Regions from separate parts of the Mus musculus genome. Here regions 2 and 3 are each linked to region 1. A link is a contact called in public HiChIP or PLAC-seq data. All regions are on one chromosome and are shown on one strand. The core of a region is the stretch at or near the end of the contact, and the rest is flanking DNA. Distances in the headings are between cores, read along the strand shown.

What was found. HiChIP or PLAC-seq counts read pairs in DNA pulled down with a chosen protein or histone mark.
Region 2: a contact with region 1 is called in an H3K27ac HiChIP or PLAC-seq map of embryonic stem cells, with 14 read pairs. The contact joins the enhancer-like site here to the promoter of Hpdl in region 1. A contact is called at or near these places in 2 of 39 promoter capture datasets (embryonic stem cells and hippocampal neurons), 9 of 115 datasets of contacts at active chromatin or transcription factors (bone marrow-derived macrophages, differentiating embryonic stem cells, embryonic basal ganglia and 3 more) and 4 of 9 other capture datasets (adipose tissue, embryonic stem cells, liver and 1 more).
Region 3: a contact with region 1 is called in an H3K4me3 HiChIP or PLAC-seq map of embryonic stem cells, with 5 times the contacts expected there. The contact joins the promoter of Akr1a1 here to the promoter of Hpdl in region 1. A contact is called at or near these places in 1 of 39 promoter capture datasets (neural stem cells), 3 of 115 datasets of contacts at active chromatin or transcription factors (the SCID.adh cell line and embryonic stem cells) and 3 of 9 other capture datasets (adipose tissue, liver and pancreatic islet).

Annotation. Positions count from the first base shown.
Region 1 is chr4:116,819,762-116,823,624 of GRCm38.p6, reverse strand. It overlaps Hpdl (4-hydroxyphenylpyruvate dioxygenase-like), which reads left to right and starts at 2,117. Exons shown (of 1, transcript NM_146256.3): 1 at 2,117-3,718. The coding sequence starts at 2,363. The coding sequence ends at 3,478.
Region 2 is chr4:117,054,804-117,058,666 of GRCm38.p6, reverse strand. All of the region lies in intron 5 of Eif2b3 (eukaryotic translation initiation factor 2B, subunit 3), which reads right to left. Among named protein-coding and RNA genes, the nearest start is that of Eif2b3, 37 kb to the right of the region's middle. Within about 2 kb of position 1,951, at least 34 of the 459 cell types and tissues checked have an H3K27ac peak or open chromatin away from gene starts, as enhancers often do. A contact at or near this core is called in embryonic stem cells, where this site is marked.
Region 3 is chr4:116,649,968-116,653,830 of GRCm38.p6, reverse strand. Akr1a1 (aldo-keto reductase family 1, member A1 (aldehyde reductase)) reads left to right here and starts at 2,157. Exons shown (of 9, transcript NM_021473.3): 1 at 2,157-2,492.

The DNA of each region.
Region 1 (3,863 bases), core at 868-3,367:
ATTATTTGGTCAAAACTGAGGTGGGATTATACATATTTACAGCCAGGTTGCATTCTTCAAGAAAACAGTAAGGCTGGGCACTATCTAGCACACGCCCCTCCCTAAGGCAGTCCCTGGACTTTCCATAGTGCTTCAAGTTTAGCAGTCTTAGAAGAATGAAGCTGAGGTCTATGGGGTATGGGAGAAGAAAGGGCTAGAATGTAAATCAATAACAATAAGAGTATTTACCTAACATTCACAAGGCTCTGAGTTCAAGCCCTAGGGGATGGGGAGGTACAGCCACAGGGGATCAGGTATGAATGCTATCCAAGACTCCCCAAAGGAGTCATAGCTTGTTCTGGGCCATTATCAGAGCTGCTCCTTGACTCAGCTGCCTAATCTTTGACCCAAGTCAGTGCAGTCTCTGCCCACTCCCATGTCCTCAAAGACACACAATACCCTCTGGAAAGTAACACTGATATTGTGTAATGAAAATAAAACAGTAACTACAGCTACTATTAATGGGAACTTACAGTGTCTCAACCACAGCAATCTGGGTTAGAGGTGACATGTAGTTAAGTAGGGTGCTTGCCCAGCCTGTGTGAGACCCTAGCATTGATCCCTAGTGTTGGGGTGAGAGCTCGTTTGTTTGTTTGTTTGTTTGTTTTTTGAGACAAGGTTTCTCTGTATAGCCCTGGCTGTCCTGGAACTCACTTTGTAGATCAGGCTGGCCTCGAACTCAGAAATCTGCCTGCCTCTGCCTCCTGAGTGCTGGGATTAAAGGCATGCGCCACCACGCCTGGCGAAAGCTCATTTTTGTAGATAAGGAAACTGAGAAATTATCCAACATGACCAAAGTCCTGTGAGTACATGTTAGAGATATTTCTCTTTTTTGTTTTTTGTTTATTTGTTTGTTTGTTTGTTTCCAAGACAGGGTTTCTCTGTGTAGCCTTGGCTGTCCTGGAACTCACTTTGTAGACCAGGCTGTCCTGGAACTCAGAAATCTGCCTGCCTCTGCCTCCTGAGTGCTGGGGTTAAAGGCATGACCCACCACGCCCAGCCCAGAGATATTTCTAACCCAGGGCTGCTTAGCTCTGGAATCCATGTTCTTCTGATCACTGGTCAGAGGAAGAGGCCCTGACCTCGACAAGCCTCCTTGTCTAAGTCTTGTCCCCCTATGGCAGCCTTCTGTCACTTCCTGACAAATTTCTGGGCATGTTGTCCTTCCCAAATGTCTTCCCAACACAATTGTTCCGAGTCTGGCTTGCTTCTTCTCTCAGGTTTGCTCCCTCATTTTGCCCTTTCAATGTCCTATAACCTTGCTTCAAGGACCTTCCAGCTGAAGTCTCACAAGACTTCCAGTTTCCTCATTCTAGTGATCTCACGAATCTTGAGTTCCCCTGGCTGATATCTTTAGGAAGGTATCAACTTCTTTATATCTTTAGGAAGAACAACCCTGGGCTGTTCTTGGAGACCTACTAAGGCAATGAGCAATAGTTCCTTTCAGGAACAACAAACAAAACACAGTAGTTTTCTAATCCCTCCAAATCTCACTTAGAAGTAGAATTGAAGAGTCAGGTGAAGTGCAGATTGCCAGATACAGAGAAATGTAAACGCTTGCTCTTCTATCAATTTCTCCGCCCCATTTGGGGATTGAAAATCTGTAACTGAAAATATTTTAATATTAAAATAATAAGATAAATTGAAATTATGTATCTTTTCTCATCATAATGCAATAAAACTTAAAGAAAAATAAATAAATAAAACGTTAACAGAGCCCGTTCTTGAACACAAACTTCTGAATTGTAAAAAAAAAAAAGTACCAGGCCAAGAAAATTCCGTCTGTTGAGAAAGGATTGGGGCTCCTCCCCCACACGGGCAGTCCTTAGGCTCTAAGGTCGCGGGAAGAGAGCGCCTGGCACAGAGTGAAGGTGGCTATTGTTACTTCCCGGGCCCCGGAAGGGGTGGCTAGTTGCCCAAGGGTGTGACCTGGTCCAAGGCCCTGTGAAGGAACTGCCCTTCGTCCCCACTGTACTCCGGGAGACAGGTTCTGGACCGGAGGGAGTGTCAAAGGCGGAGTCTCAGGCTCCACCCTGACCTCCTGGTCCGCCCCGCACAGCGTCCGCGTGGTTCTCATACAATTTACCCTGCAGAGCCTGTGGTCCTCAGCCGGCTTCTGGTTGAGGTGGCCCTGCCGAGAGGGTCAGTCCCCCAAAGTTTGACTTCGCGACCTCTGCCCAGAAAAGACCAAGAAACACGATCTTCGGATACACCAGGACTCCGCCGGCTTCCAACTACTAGTCCTGGACCAAGAGTCTTGGAGTTCTAAACAAGTGAGCGGTCCCAGAAGAACAGATCCGGGTGGCCGGCAATTGGGCTCGCCATGACTGCGCCCGCCCGTCGCCTGTGTCACATCGCTTTCCATGTACCAGCTGGGCAGCCCCTAGCGAGGGACCTACATCGTGTCTTCGGCTTCCAGCCCCTGGCGGTGAGGGAAGCAGGCGGCTGGAGACAGCTGGCCCTGCGCAGCGGGGACGCTGTCTTTCTAGTGAATGAGGGTACCGGGCCCCAGGAGCCACTGTACAGCCTGGACCCGCATCATTCGGTGCCCAGTGCCACGAACCTGTGCTTCGACGTGGAGGATGTGGACGGCGCCGCCCGCGCGCTGGCGGCTCGCGGCTGCATCATGCCGGTACCACCCACTAGGGTGAGAGATGCACAGGGCACAGCCACCTACACAGTGCTCAGCTCTCCGGCTGGTAATCTAAGCCTTACGTTGCTGCAGCGTGCTGGCTATCGCGGATCCTTCCTGCCCGGGTTCAGACCTCTGCCTTGCACACCTGGCCCAGGTTGGGTCAGCCACGTGGACCACTTGACCTTGGCCTGCACCTCCGGCAGCTCCCCTATGCTTATGCGCTGGTTCCACGACTGCCTAGGCTTTCATCACTTGCCGCTGAGCCCAGGTGAGGATCCGGAGATGGGCCTCAAGGTGGCTGCAGGGTCTGGGCGAGGGGGACTACGGCTTACTGCCTTGCAGACTCCGCCGAATAATACTGTCCCCACCCTCGTGCTGGCGGAGTCCCTACCGGGACTCAACAGCAAACAGGACCAGGTAGAGCAATTTCTAACCCGGCATGGGGGGCCAGGCCTGCAGCACGTAGGACTGTACACTCCTAACATCATAGATGCTTCTGAGGGAATGGCGAAGGCGGGATGCCGGCTTCTGACTCCTCCTGAAGCTTATTACCAGCAGCCCGGCAAAGAAGAACAAATTCTAGCCGCAGGGCACAAGCCTGGCCTTCTAGAACGGCAGGGAATCCTGCTGGATGGTGATAAAGACGAATTTTTGCTTCAGGTCTTCACCAAGTCCCTCTTCGCCGAAGACACTTTCTTCCTGGAGCTGATTCAGAGACAGGGGGCCACAGGCTTTGGCCAGAACAACATCAGGGCACTATGGCAGTCGGTGCAAGAGGAAGCAGCCAGGGCCCAGGGAGCCTAACCCAGGCTAGGCCTGGGAGTTGCCACTTGTCCTTGGTGCTCCTTGCCTGTTGGAACTGACACACGCCAGCAGGAGCTGGACCACACCTCCACAGAACTACACCCAGATAGAAAGGCTCTAGTTCCCTCAGGGTCAGGTGTGATCTTCATCCCAAACAGTATCTGAGATGGGATTTAGAACAGCAAGAACCCCTAAAATGTCTAGGTAATATCAATAAAGGAATCCGGTCGTAAGGCAACCACACTCCTGAGCCTCTGTGTCTTCCTGCATTTCCCTCCCACCCACCCTTCAAGTTTTGTGACTGTTAGTCCTTTTACTTTCTGAAGTTTCATTACAGGTGAAATGTACCCTGAATGAATGATTCTGTTGTTGAGGAAGGAATTTG
Region 2 (3,863 bases), core at 702-3,201, 240 kb before region 1:
TGGCAGGTACTAGTTTAGTTTCCTTTTCTTTTTTTCCGTTCCAAGAATTTTGGTTTTTTGACTTCTTCATTTTATTTTTTTGCTTCCATGTATGTAAGTTTACCACATTTATGTCAAATGCCCTATATTTTCAGGAATATATGAAGTGGTGTGGCCTCAATGGCAGTTCCATATTCCACAATTATAGTTACCTACAGTCTGATATATTAAATGGAAAATGCCAGAAATCAATACGTTAAAATTTTAGATACACGTGTGGTGAAATCTGGCCCCACGTCATCTGAGTCAATGAATCATTCTTTTGTTCAGTTTATGCAAACTTTATATGCTACCTGCCCGCCCAGCTGTCACCTATTAGCCATCTTAGCTATCAGACCCTCTGTCCTAGCAACACAGTACTCTTGTTCAAGCATAACATAGTGGCTCCAATACACAAGAGTAGAGACCCTAGTGATTTGGATATGCCTGAGAGAAGCCATAATGTGCTTCCTTTAAGATATGCCAAGCATGGTAATCCATGCCCTTAATCTCAGCAGTGGCAAGTGATCTCTGTATGATCAAGGCCAGCCTGCTCTATGCAGTAAGTTCCAGGCCAGCCAAAGTTACATAGTATAACATTGCCCTTAATTTTTTTGTTTGTTTGTTTTGTTTTAAGCTGGGCAGTGGTAGGGCACATCTTTTATGCCAGCATTGGGAGGCAGAGGCAGGTGGATCTTTGAGTTTGAGGCCAGCCTGGTCTACAGAGCAAGTTCCAGACAGCCAGGGCTACACAGAGAAACCCTGTCTCAAAACACACAGACACTATATATACAGTTGTTGCTTATTTTAAGAAGTAAAGTTATAATAGGATTTTGTTTATTTTCTTCTGTTTTGAGACAAGGGTCTCACTATGTTGCCCTGGCTTGACTGGAACTCACTATATAGACCAGGATGGCCTTGAACTCATAGAGATTTACCTGCCTCTCCCTAACGAGTACTAGGATTAAAGGCATGAGCCACCATAACAAGCATAATAGGATATTTTGGGAGAAAGATTTTACTTACATAACTTTTATTACAGTATATTGTTGTAACTACTCTATTTAATATTAATTTTGTTTATCTGCAGTTTTTACTTTTAGATATTATCTCACTATGTCACCCATGTTCACTTTGATCTTGTAGCAACCTTGGTGCCTCAGCTTCTCAACTATTGAGATTACAAGCATGGGCCACCTTACTTGGGTATACACAAACACACACACACACACACACACACACACACACACACACAAAAGGGGGCTATAGAGATGGCTCATCACTTAAGAGCATGTACTAGCTGGGCATGGTGGCGCACACCTTTAATCCCAGCACTCGGGAGGCAGAGGCAGGCGGATTTCTGAGTTCGAGGCCAGTCTGGTCTACAAAGTGAGTTCCAGGACAGCCAGGGCTACACAGAGAAACCCTGTCTCAAAAAACAAAACAAAATAAAAAACAAACAAAAAAGAGCATGTACTATTCTTCCAGAGGAACCAAATTTAGTTTCTAACACCATATCAGACAACTCACTGCCTATAATTCTAGTCCCAGGGGATCCAGTGTCCTGTTCTGACCTTGTAGGGGCACCCATATATACATACGTACATGCACACACAGACATACATTCATATATACAAAAAGGACAAATGACCATTAGAACAACAACAAAAAGCAATGTGGAAGTCAGAGGAGCTCTCTGTAGCTGTGGGGTAGGGTTGTGGTAGGAGGAAGAATGGATAGGTGACTGGAGCCTAAGGAATTTGTGCTTTGTTCTATAAACAATGTACTCATAGCTGGAAGGAGGAAAGACAATACAGGACAAGTTTGAAAAGCCCAGAGACTGTGGGAAAAGCAGAGGAGCAAGGTTACAGTGGTGGCAGGAGAATGGAGTTAAGAGGCCTGAAGAAAGAAAGGCGTTCCCTCAAGTTCTTCCTCCAAGGCTACAGGAACAGAGCTGCAGGAGAGTCTGCGTGAGGGTGAGTGTATAGACAGAGCAGATCCAGGAAATCTGTCACTTGGTAGGATCTCTCCTGAGAAGGAGCAGCAGCAGCAGTAGCTTCCCTTAGTACAGACTGAAGGCTGAAAGCAGTTGCTGGGAGGAATGGAAGGAAGGCTGGTCCAGCAGAGACAGGCTAGACTGTAATGTGGGTTTGAGAGTTCAATCAAGATGGAACTGTGAATTTATAATGATGACAATTTATGCCAGAACAAAGAGTACCCCCCAAAAGCTCTATGTAATAGTTGACAAAACAGATGTACAAAGTAACTAAAAATTGAGGGTTGGGCTAGGGATACAGCTCAGGGGTGGAGAGCTTGCACAAGGCCCAGGGTTTATCTCCCAGCACCAGAGGCAGGGGTAGGGTGGGGAGGCTGGGGATGGGGATGGGGTGAGGAGGTTGGGGGTGGGGAAGGAAGCTTGTTACCAAGCCCAATGACCCAAATTTGAACCCTAGAATTTAAATGGTGAAAGGAGAGAATCCACTCCCAAATGTTGTCCTCTGACTGACTTCCACATGCATGTTATGGCAAGTGTGCACAACACAATACAAAAAAATTAATAACTATTCCTTATATATTATATGGAAAAAAAAGAACACTCAAGGCTGCACGAGTAGATATGCAAGAATAACTAAGGCTATGAGGGGGAGCTAGACTAAATGAAGAAGGAAGAGATGGAAAGGAGGAGGAGGAGGATGGACACTAGTGTAAGGTAGTCACAGAGAAGAGACAGAAGGAGCAGAAGAGGAGCGAAGGAAGTGAGGACTGACCAGTCACTAATCACTGTGTACTGAAAATGTTAGTGAAGGTTTTCTGTTTTGTTTTGTTTTTTTGAGACTGGGTTTCTCTGTGTAGCTCTGGCTGTCCTGGAGCTCACTTTGTAGACCAGGATGGCCTTGAACACAGAGATCCTCTTGCCTTTGTTCCCTGAGTGCTTCAATTACAGGCATATACCTCCACTAACCAGCTATTTGTTTATTTTTAATTTAAAAATATATAAATCTACAAGGACAAAGTCCAGGACTACACATTTTGGAAGCTGGACCACAGAGGAAGGGTGGTAACAGATTCAGTATATCCAAGAAAACAGAATCTTAAAGAGAAAGCTAAGAACAAGCTGATTGTACTACTGAAGACTCAACACTATCAAACTGGCAACATGATGAACCACACAGGCAGAGGTTGGAAGACTACCCTTGCACTTCCCAGTTCATGTAGTCACGTCTGAAGACATGAGAGTTCTCATAGCCAAGTTTCCTTACAGAATTGAAAAAAAATATGGAAAAATATAGCGTTTTCTTTCTCCTTCTCCTTCTTTTTGTTGTTATTCAGACAAGGTTACATTATGGAGCCCTGGTTATTCTGAAGCTCTATGTACACCAGGCTGGCCTTGAATTCACAGAGACCCACCTGCCTCTGCCTGCTGGGTGCTGGGTTTAAAGGTGCTACCACAATTGGCAAATTTTGGCTTAAAAAGATGTCCTTATATGTTACCTATCCTAATCATAAAATGAGAGAAGTATTTTGGAATTGGGACTGGTTATGTATCAATAGGGGTACTCCTAATTTAGATAAGAATTTCAAGACTTTCCACAAATGAAACAATTGAATTTTAAACCATTTTTTCCCCCGCTAACTTTAGTCCTCAAAATAGATTTGGCCATGTTTTTTGCAGTCTTGACAAATGTCCTTGTCTCCCCAGATACAATTGCCTAAACTTTCCAAGATGAACTTGTGAACATTTATTTCATTTAAAAAGATATCTTTAAGGGCTGGTGAGATGGCTCAGTGGGTAAGAGCACCCGATTGCTCTTCTGAAGGTCCGGAGTTCAAATCCCAGCAACCAC
Region 3 (3,863 bases), core at 908-3,407, 170 kb after region 1:
TATCCTGTACCAGTGTAGATAATAAATAATAAATAAACAGGGCCAGACTATCAAAAGTTACACAGAGAGAGAGAAAGAGAGAGAGAGAGAAAGAGAGAGGGGGGGGGAGAGAGAGAGCAATGTTTGTCTTGTACATCCCTAAAACAGATATCTATTCTGAAAAACCTATTTCTTGGCAAAAAAAAAAAATGATATGACCATCTAATAATTCACACGTGACTGTGTAGAGGCATCCCACCCAGTAAGATCTAAACAGCAGATCTTCCCTGGCATTGAAACACTACCTGACAGCTCTTATAGAAATACCTCTGCTGCAGCTTCTATTCTTTTGCCCCCGCTGTATGTAGCACAGTTCCTTCTCATAACCAGGAATATGCTTGGCAAGGCCAGTGATGGCCGGAAGCCAGGGCCTTGGGGGAGCTACTGCTTCAGATCCTGAGAACCCAAATCTTCCCACCAAATGGGACTTTAGTTATCAGTCCAAAGGCTGCGGAGAGCTTAGCGTGTAATGTTTTTGAGATACCCTGTGTTCCCCTTAATCAACATTGTTTTATTAGCGTTCCCCTGATTTAGTTCCATTGTATGACACTTGCTGCTGTGTTCAATTTCTCCCCTGGAAATAATATATAAGATGCTGTGCTTCTTAACAGACATGGTTTGTGAAAGACCTCCCCATCTGAAACTTTACCTTTCTGCTTATCTTCTGATCTCCCGGTCCTCTCTCTCAGGACCCTGTCACTGAAGAATGACCTGCAGGTCTAGGTCATTTCTCACCTCCTTAAGCTCCTGCCTGCATGTGGTAAACAGACATATACTCGGGCACACACACATACAAGTAAAAATAAATTTTTGTTTTTGTTTTTTTGAGACAGGGTTGCACTCTGTAGAACAGGCTGGCCTTGAATTTGGAGATCTGCTTGCCTCTTCTCCTGATTGCTAGGATTAATGGCATGTATCACCACCACCTGGTAATAAAATAATTTTTTAAAAAGAAAAGAAAAAGAGCTGAGTGCACGTCTTTAATTTTAGCATTTGGGAGTCAGAGCCAGACAGATTACTATGATTTGGAGGCCAACCTGGTCTACAATAGTGAGTTCCAGGACAGTCAGAGTAGTGAGACTGATGAAGGCTGGTCCCCATGTTGAAGCCCGTTCCCTAGCTTAAAGTCACCTCGAGCTTGGCTGTAATTCTTTTGTTTCATTTCTGTTGGCCACTCCATATTGTTGACACAAAACATATTGCACTTTGATTGTAAACACACACACACACATACACACACACACACAATTTGACTCAGAGATCAAATTGACCATATATTCTGAGGATGACGATGATTATGATTGGAAATTTCCCAAATGCAGCCTTCACTCAGCCAAGCAAGATATAACAGGGCAGCTTGAACTGTTAAGTTCAAACTACTAAAAAAACTTGGAGAGGGGCCGACCGCTCTATAGCCCTCCTTCACCCACTTAGGAGCCCATTGTGTTTTTTCCCTTTATAAGCTATCCCTGGGAAACACACACACCCCACCTTTATGTGGGTGCTCATGGAAGTCAGAAGAGAGTATTAAATCCCCTGGAGCTGGGGTTACAGGTGGTTGAGAACCTCCTGACATGAATGCTGGTACTGAACTTGGGTTCTCTGAAAAAGCGGCACCCCTTCTCTCCATCTTCAAATGTTTTCCTTTTAGATAGGGGATCATAAATCTCAGGCTGGCCTCAAAGTCAATGTATAGGAGGCAAGAAAAACTGAATCTTCTGATTCTCCTTGCTTCCACCTCCCAAGTGCTGGGATAACGACTCAATTTTATGCCGTGCTGGGATTTTGAACCCAGAACTTTATGTTAAGCAAGCACTGTATTAATTTAGCTATACGGCCCCAGCTCATATTTATGAAGTCTTTTGCACAGGGCTAAAGTGCAAGGTACTGAGTGAAAGATCAGTAACTTTCTAAAATGGGGTTTGCAGAGGCAAGATTTTCTGTATTTTTTGGTCAAACTTTGTATCAGGCCCGCTCGGGGATTCCGACAAATTCACTTTAGAGAAAGAAAGACAGGCGGCCAGAAGGACCCCCTAGGTATCATAGAGGATCTCTTCAGAAAGTATAAGAATCTATGCCTAGAGAGGTGCCTGCGCGGTGCACTGTGGGCCGGTTGTGGGCGCGGCCAGCCACCCAAGACTGTCCACGTAGCTTGTGCGCATGCACAGTTTCGGGACCCCGGCCCTTCCAGACGTTCGTGGTGGAGTGAGAGGTTCCCAGGGGAGGAATGTGCAAAGTCCCAGCTTTGGCTTCTACTCCCTCTTCTACTTCGCAGGACAGTGGGGGTCTCCTCCGTCCTGCGCGTAGTTCTGGGAGCCGGGCCCTCGCTCCTCCCTGGGGTGGGGCTGCCGCTTCTCCGCCGGACTTAAGTCGGGCCCTGTTGCCTCAGTACTGGAGTGCAGAGCTGAATTCGGGCCACTTTGTCTTTTCCACAGCCTGTGCTCACTGCCAAGGTGAGTTCTTCCTGCTGCTGACTCGTCTTTTTCTCCTGAGTTAAAGGCGAGGGTCCTTCAGTACCACAGGTCAGGGCCAGGATTGAGCGAATGGCGCCAGCACGTCGAGGGATGCGATTTAGTTTCGCGTTTGAGCACTTCCTCCTATTCTGTTCTCAGATAACGTGTTTCTGGACCTCGGTTTCCTCAGAGTTGGAATGAGCAAGGAAATCATTAGTGCTGTAGGGAGGACTGGGATAAACCTTTGAATGTGTCTGGTGCATATCTCGTGCTTTTGCCATCTCTTTGTTTGGTCATCTGCTCGAAATTTCTAGGCGCTCTGCCTTTCCTAATGGCGGTACAGGGATATTCCTAGGAAGTGGCGGAAGTGGGGAGAGATTAGCTTGCTCAAGCCTCTGCCTTAGGTTTGAGAAAATTTGAACATCTCCTGTCGCTACGGAGCCTTTTAAAGTGAAAATACTTGAATCTTCACATTACCGAGCCTACCATTAATGGACTCTACTGTTTAGACTTTTCGTAGGACCGCAGGACCTGCTCAGCTTCTGATCAGGCCTGTTAACTTTTCCCAGGTTGCACTTCAGCAGCGATACAGGTTTAATTCCAGTATGAATCTTTCCTGCCCGGCAGAATTGGTTATTATTTATAGGTAGTTTTGGAGACAGAGTCTCTTTGAAGAATTTTTGCTAAAAATTAATGTTTTGTCTGCTATGTAAGTATGTGTACCTTGTGGGTGCCTGGTGCCCATGGAGGTCATAAGAAAGGGACATATTCCCTGGAACTAGAGTCAAACTCCGCCCCGGACAAGCCCTTTACCAACTGAACTACACCTCCAACCCAGATTTTTTTTTTTTTAGTACTTGCTCAAAGTTAGTAAAATACTAACAGGTGTAGGTCAGAGGTAGAATTGGCGTGTGTAAGGCCTTGGGATTGTCCCCCAGCCCCTTGACACACATAGATACATGACTTTTCTTTGGTTTTCCAAGATGGATTGAAGATACCGAAGTCAGTGACTTCCTCAGGTGCTTCTCCAGCAAGCTAAGCTGTCCAGCTAGCATGGCATGGTATCTCCTGCCTATAAAGCCAATTTGGAAGGGAGACGCAGGGGGATCATGAGTTCAATTCCATTCTTGGCTACAGACAGTTCAAGACCATCCTGGGCTACATGAGACCATATCTGGGGAAAAAACCCAAACCAAATCCAAAAGAAAAGCCCCAGTATTCAAGGTCTCCCCTCAATTAACTTCTGTGTGCGCATGGTAAAGGGTTCAGATAAATGACCCTGGCTTGTGGGGGAAACCCTTTTGTTGTTGTTGTTTTTGTTTTGTTGTTTTTGTTTTGTTTTTTCGAGACAGGGTTTCTCTGTGTAGCCCT